Regions from separate parts of the Zea mays genome. Here region 2 is linked to region 1. Evidence: chromatin contacts called from public Hi-C data. All regions are on one chromosome and are shown on one strand. The core of a region is the stretch at or near the end of the contact, and the rest is flanking DNA. Distances in the headings are between cores, read along the strand shown. Region 1 holds the start of LOC100274357 (Protein ABA DEFICIENT 4 chloroplastic). Region 2 has its middle 29 kb from the start of LOC100272600.

What was found. A called contact is a pair of places that touch in the nucleus more often than the background predicts.
Region 2: a Hi-C map of tassel shows a contact between it and region 1, with 3 times the contacts expected there. The contact joins the enhancer-like site here to the promoter of LOC100274357 in region 1. A contact is called at or near these places in 2 of 25 Hi-C or Micro-C datasets (ear and tassel).

The regions. Positions count from the first base shown.
Region 1 is chr3:23,439,719-23,443,509 of Zm-B73-REFERENCE-NAM-5.0, reverse strand. LOC100274357 (Protein ABA DEFICIENT 4 chloroplastic) reads right to left here and starts at 2,223. Exons shown (of 5, transcript NM_001148717.1): 1 at 2,127-2,223; 2 at 1,839-2,028; 3 at 1,657-1,757; 4 at 1,423-1,551; 5 at 938-1,334. The coding sequence starts at 2,177. The coding sequence ends at 1,227.
Region 2 is chr3:23,802,110-23,805,899 of Zm-B73-REFERENCE-NAM-5.0, reverse strand. No RefSeq gene overlaps it. Among protein-coding and RNA genes, the nearest start is that of LOC100272600, 29 kb to the left of the region's middle. Within about 2 kb of position 1,824, at least 18 of the 20 cell types and tissues checked have an H3K27ac peak or open chromatin away from gene starts, as enhancers often do. A contact at or near this core is called in ear and tassel, where this site is marked.

The DNA.
Region 1 (3,791 bases), core at 974-3,473:
TTTCTCATAACTATCATAGTATTATATGTTCCCGTTGCAACGCACGGGCACTAAAATAGTATACTATAAATTCCTAGACGATAAAGTCATGTTTGAATCCTTAGAATTGAATTCATTTTAGTAGTAACTTAAGCATATATTAATTAATCTAATTTGATTTTATATAAAATATATTTGTATAATATTGGTAGAAAGATATTGAAGATATTTATGTGCTATATTTTTATTATAGAGGAGTGAGCTGAAGAGCGTTCTATAAATTATAGAGTAAAAACAAATTCTACTTATAAAAAATCATTTCTGATCTTTTATCACATAAATTTGAGATAGACTTATATCTAAATTTTGAAAAAGTGATGAAAAGTTAAATTTCAAACTAAATAGATTACTTTATTAAATAAATTCTAATTACTCAAAAATGAATGGATCCCGTAAGTGAATTCAGCTGTCAGCATTTTTGTTTTTTGAAAAAAAATAGGCGAGCCCACATGGCAAGAATCGGTGCGTTAAACCAGTTTTATTCATATCCAGATCATATAAAACCGGCTCGTTCGGTTATTCCTATTACATATAGATTGAATAGAATTAGAAAAAGTTAAAAAATTTAACTTGTTTGGGATTTATTTTGTTCATCAAATGTAACGTAAATAGTAATGGTAACGATTCACCTTCGAATACTGGTAGTAATAAATTTAAATAAGACGGTATACATTTGTAGTATGATATCGATACCGGTTGGACTTAAACAAACATGATTTAACGTTATCGGTTACCATTACGTTACCAAAGTATAACGATTTAACGTTTGTTTAAGTCCAACCGTATTATAAATGGATACCGCCTTATTTAAATTTATTACCACCGGTATTCGAGTGTGAATCGTTACTCTTATCATTTACGTTACATTTGGTGAATCAAACGGTAAACCCTATCAATTCCGCTCAATCCACATCTCCACATGGTAACAATGGAAGAATCCTAGATACAATACAACCACCCAATTGCAATCATCAGTGTGAGCGGGCAACTGCCCCTGCCAGTACCTTGGTCAGCACATGAGCCAGGATCCCAACCGGGCAGAAGAGCAGGCACAGCGAGACAGAGTGCCTGGTCTCGACGTTGTTCCTGAGGCCGTCGTGGTACACCTGCCTGCATTGCAAACCCAAACCAAAACGCGCGACGCGTCCCCCTCAGTCCCAGCACTGCTACTTGGTTGGTTGGTTGGTTCAGTGGTGCGTGCCTGACCTTGCCGCGAAGAGGTCGACTGCTAGGAGGTGGATCCACGCGGAGGCGACGGTCATCTCGCTCGCGAACATCCTCACGATGCCCGCCAACTGCCAAGTCGTCCCATCCCATCTCTGTGAGCAGCTAGCAGCAGCAGCTAACAGCAGCAGAACATTGGGACAACGCGTAGCACAGTACCTCAGGGAGCCAGTACTTGCTAGCGAACATGGCGCGCAGGGTGTCGGGGGTCCAGGACAGGTAGAGCAGGTAGGCGTAGAGGAGGCCCAGGGCGACGTAGGGAGCGCCGCTCTCCACGGTGCGTTTGGTCTGCGCGCAGGAGCAGGGAGATGAGGACATGAGGTGGTGACCACTGACGAGAGAGCTCCATGCCTTGAGTTATTAAGTTGTGAATGACGGAGGAAGATGGCTCACGATGTCGGCGTTGGGGGCGACGACCATGAGGGTGTAGAAGGGGAGGACGGCGACCGTGCCCAGGGTGAAGGCGCAGCTGGCAATCTGAGACGTCGTCGTCACTGTCAATGTCAATTTCAGCCAGGTCAATTTCACAGACAGTTCGAAGAATGAGAAAAATCGAACTGTTCAAGGGAGCGTACATGCGCGAGGCCGGAACAGCGGCTGCGTCCTCCTGCCAGTGCCGCGGGCGCCGGCACGAGGGACCGCCCCCGCGAGCTCGGGCAGCAAGGGGCGCGCCCAGGAGCACGCGGTCGACGGGCGGAACTGGGCGCCGGGCACGCGCGCCTCCGCCCGCTGCCGCAGCGCCAGCGGGAGCCGGAGGATGCTGACCTGCAGCAAGGCAGATGCAGAGCAAATCAACCAGCTGCGCACGGCAGACACGAGAGGGTAGTGGCGAATTCTCGCCGTTGTTGGGGCTGGCGACCTACCCGCGTGCTGGCGGAGAGCGCGAGGGCGGACGGGGACGCGCAGGGCGCCATGTCTGGGGACTGGGGGGGCGAGGGAAGCGGACGCGGGGGAGTCCCCTTTGCCTTTGTAGTTTGTACTACCGCGGCAGGCGGCACCACTGGGCACTCTGGAACAGTGGCGACCACACCCAGCCCTGGCCCGGCCCTCCGACTCCGACCAGCAGGCTAGAAGCGGCTCGTGCGGCTGCCTTGCCCTGCCATGCCGGGCGCGTCGGGTCTGTGGCGCTCGACGCGTGGGCGGGCGCACCGTCCTCCGCACCGCCACCAATCACCAATCCAGCGTCGTGCTGGCGCTGACTCCACTCCATTCCATCACGAGTAGAGATGTCAATGCATAATTCCCCACCGGGTTATAGCATTTCAGACTCATCCCCATCATATTTGGTACATCCCTATACCCATACTCATATCCATCATGGGTACAAAATCCATCTCATACCCATCCCCATTTGGGTTTCGGGTCCCCAATGGGTCCCCATCCCCAATTAAGGGATAACTAGGTACTAACATCTAGCACAAACTATCTAGATTTTATACATCACCACATCGACAAACACTCATCCATGAACCATGATTCATTCATCCATCCATCAGAAAAGAAATCAGTACTTTGGGACCAATATAAGAAATGGAGTCTGCTAGGTTTGATGGTCGACTCGGCCTCAACTCATTCATACAAATAGGATAGATGTACACATATGAAATACCCATGGGTAATCGGGTTTGGATTATTGCTTCCCAAACTCATACTCGTTTACCCAATGGGTAGAGATTTTGTCCCATGTCCATACCTATGGGGACAAATTTTGTCTCATACCCATACCCTAATAGGGAAATTTCCCACGAGTTAGCGGGTATCGGGTCCCCGTTGACGTCTCTAATCACGAGTCAAGCAAAGCCACGCACCCCCATGTGCGGATGTGCAGGGGGCGAAGCGATAGCCGTACGCCCGTACCCACCCACCCTGTCAATCTGCCCCCTTTCTTCGCCGCCGGCGCGGCGCTTCCGCCTCGACACGTCGCCGCCCAGTCCAGGAATATGATTTCCAATACGGGAAGAACGTTTGGAACTTTTGTTAACTCTAGACAAATTTGTCCCCAGGACCTCAGAAGGTTTTTGTGTATCACATTTTACTAGTTGGTTTAGTTTACAAATTTTTTTTTGTTTTTTTAAGCAACACACTGTTTGAATCAAAATATTTTAAAATATATATATATATATATAGAAGGAGAGAAGACCTCAGTTACAAATATACCTAGTTTAAAATAAATAGACTCAAGCGGATAGTTATCTATCACAAACCCATCGCATGAATACCTCACAACTGTCGCACGTTGGCCACGTATGCGTCTCTTCCATGTGGTATGTCCAGTCTTGTCATAGCTACTGCATCCGCTCTTGGAAAATTTTTCTTCATTTTTTAGTTTTTTGATAACTTTTGTTTTAAAATTAACTTCTACTTATTTTCTTTTTTATTTTGTTAACTTCTTTATTGCGCCAACGCACATGGCTTGATAAAATTATGTTGTGACGTGGTAAATATTTGTCGTTTACTTTTAAACTAAACCGCTACAAATAAAAAAAATGGAGGAACTATTTTTTTAAGGTCAATGTATTATTTTATCA
Region 2 (3,790 bases), core at 575-3,074, 360 kb before region 1:
GAACTTGTCATCCAGTTGTTTAAAACTTGTACAAAACACAAACAAAGTCAGAAAATCATGAAACTTGTCCACATGTCACGTTATCATATGTAGAGCCTATGATAAAAAATTTGAGAATGTTTCGAGAAAGTTGTCACACACTATGTGTAGAAACCTAGCAGGCGTGCACATGAAATCTTAGCCGAGTACCTTGCGACACTCGGCAAACGTCTTTGCCGAGTGCCCGATAAAAAGTATTCGGCAAATAAGCCGTTGCCGATGTACAGTTCGCCGAACTTTTTTTTGTCGAGTGTAATACTTGGCAAAGCATTCGCCGAGTGTTTTTCAGGCTTTGTCGAGTGCTCCAGACACTCGGCAAAGAAGCTGATTCCGGTAGTAAGTGATATGGTAAGGCTATGAACTTGTGATTGTGATATGTCAATGAACTATGTAGTTTGGCCATATATAATTTGTTTATGTATGATCTTATTCCCGATTTAATCTATCAAATAATTAGAATCGTATTGTGTCTAGTTATAAAGAATATATTACGAAATATTGGGCACGGGCAATCTGCAGGTACACATTACCTACACTGGCACGAGTATGAGCATAACTTTGTATCCGGCCACGGGCATGAGTTTTTTTTAGCGGACGTGAGTTTTATTGTGAGTTTTATTCACGAAACGGGTATAAGATAATATGACAATACCCATCGGATATGTACTCAGTTGCCATCTCCATAGTTTCAATCTCCTTTTACACGTGGCTGATATATGTGTATGATGTATGAAGGGGGTAGTTAACGAGCTCGGTATTCATAAAAACATTGCCGATGGATTTGGATGTTTGTGTATACCCAGTGTTCTACCTAGTGCATGTCAATTTTCTTTCTGTTCTCTCCTTATCCGTTACTGCTCAGTCATGGTTGTTAGTGCACGTCAATTTGCACTGTCCAAATGCTATTTTGCATGCTCGCTAGCGCGCTACTTTCGACGGCAAGGCCACTTGGTTCTGAGGTGGTGCCTGGTGCGTGGCCCAGTGGGCTTTTGTTTCCATGGAGAGACCACATGCTTGGGCATTTAGGCTTGGGCAATCGGAGAGTCTCCGGCCGGCCGTCTTTGTTTGTTATTCTTCCATCCTTCCCTTATCTTGGCTGTGAGGACGGCCCAATCTTGTGGTTGACGAAAACGACACCGTTCCACGCCATGGCGTTGAACAGTGCGTGGCTTGGCACGGGGCTACCAGGGACAGCTCCATCGGCGTGCGGCCATGCCAGTGACACCAATCCATTATCCATGCCATGCCAGTGCCGTCGTCCAGTCCTGGACCCACATGAGAACCAAATAAAGGTCTCTTTGTCACAGCTCATCGTGTCGTCAAATCCTAGCACACCAGGCCAGTAGTGACCATCTCGTCCTGCACTGCACTGCACTAGTGCACCACTACCGGCCGGGTTGTGTCGTCGTGTCACCGTTGCGTAATCCCGTTGCAGTCTTCACATCACAGGTGAGGAGCTCGCGTGCTTCCTCGGGTCGTGCATGCCCGGTCTCGTCGTCGAAGGACAGCGCGCCGAGACAGGCGGAACTCTCTGCGTGGTTAGTTTATTATGGTGCTCACAATCAAAAGTGCGTCTCGATCTCGGCTAATGCCGCGCTTTGCTTTACTGCGAGATATTATCATCGTCTCCCCATCCAAAAGCTAGCTAATAACATCTCCATGCATGCGTGGTCGTCGTCAAAGCAAACGTGGGGAATTCCGGCCGTCAGACCACCACCAGTGTGGTCAAGACGACGCAAAGAGAGTTTCACAGGCTCAAGCAACGAACGATCGAGGGCTAGAGCTATAGCTATAGCTAGTAGCTAGTGAGCTACTGTAATAATCTAGCTAGCTTTCCCATTCCTTTTCTTCCTGTCTACTGCACTTCACTCCTGAACTAACGCTGAGACTTGAACAGGCCGGTGGTTGGTGCTCAAGAGGCCGGCCGGCCAAGTAAATTAAAAAGTATGAGCATAGTCTACGGTTTTTGTGTAATTTATGTATTGGGGTTGTTTATTATTATAGTCACCTAGCACATCAGGAGACGAAAGCTTGGAATTTTGATCTTCTGTATGGTCATGTCAAGATGGAGTGCTGGACTCATGCAGTGTTTTTTTTTTCTGCAGGTTTCTGTACCTCTTGTTGCCTTTGTGTTGATGCCTGTTGATGGGAAAGTTCGGGTGAACTGAACCAGCGTATTGTTGTTCAGCGCGCGCGTGTGGAATGCAGGGAACTTATAAGCCACGCACTAGTATATTTATCATATTCAACCAATATAACATAGGAAAAAGGTATCACAAACACTACCGGACACAGCTCCTTTGCCGAGTGCCTTAAACACTCGGTAAACATTTTGCCGAGTGTAACACTCGGCAAAGAACGCTCGGCGAACTGTACATCGGCAAATTAATAGTTATCATAGGAAAAAGATATCATAGGAAAAAGGTATCACAAATTAATAGTTATCATTAGATGCACAACGCAATAGAGAAGAGTGTATCATCGATATACTGGAAGAAACCGTACACACCCCGCAACAGCACGTTCACTCGTGCTCCTCAAGTTTGTTGATGATCAATGTCACAACGTCTCTGTAGTGTCCATATGTGCGAGGATGAAATGTTGCGACACTGATATACTAGTACAACATGCAACAAAAGAAACGACGTCGACGACGTCTGAGTGCCTGCAAAACGTAAGTAGAGAGGTGACACTAACTAAAATAATTCTCTCTGGCACATGAGCGCCTTGTTCTACGTAGACCCTTACTAATGGCATTTTACCCCAAAGACATATTAACATTCTCATAGATCATAATTGTCTCTTTGTCACATCTCAAATGTGTGATAGTATCAAGTCTCACATATATGATAACTTATGATATATAAATCAATGTCACATCTTTATTATATAATAGGGGTCTATATAAAATAGCTAAATAATTGCATCATATAACGACAACTATCCTTCGCAATCATAGTTGACTGGGAGACGACAACATATACCTCTCACAAATTCATCGTAGCATTCTTCATGCTCCTCATTTTGCAGTACATATTCTTGACCTGGTGTGAGTTTAACAAGAGTGGGCTCACATACGTTCATCGCTCAACAAGTTGTGGGCAATAATATGCATGAGCTCACTTACGGTGGGGGCTCATGTGAAGTGTAAGGTTTACCAAGGAAAAAGTGGTTAAGGCTAGCATCACTTTTAATAAGTTGATCAAAATTTTATTAGCAGTTACTAAGTATAAGTAGATATCAACCAATTAAATAATTAATCACAATTAATGATAAATCCCACAATGAAATGATAGATTAAGTTTAGTTCCATAAATTACTCATGTAAAAGACAATACCGTGCACCCGCGGACGAAAGCAACCAGGGCCTTCCAAATGGAGCTCCAACGGCTCCTAGGTCCCTTGGGCTATAAAAGGACCCCCTAGGCGCATGGAGCTGTTACCCCAGCACCTTTTGAGCACACTACAACTTTGAACCTTTGCGACCACGCTGTTGATTTGTTGGAGAGATATTTGCGCACACTCTTGAGCTATAACTCTATCGTTTTGATTCATGTGCTCTCTCTTTTTGCTTGTGTGCATATTGTTGCTGCGTTGTGCTCTTGTGTGCGTTTCTACTCACATCCTTACTACGGTTTTGATTGTAATCATCTATGTAAGGCGTGAGAGACTCCAATTTGTGAAGATTCTTCACAAATGGATATTGATATAAGTAAGACATCTATGACTCTCAAGTTTGATCTTTGGATCA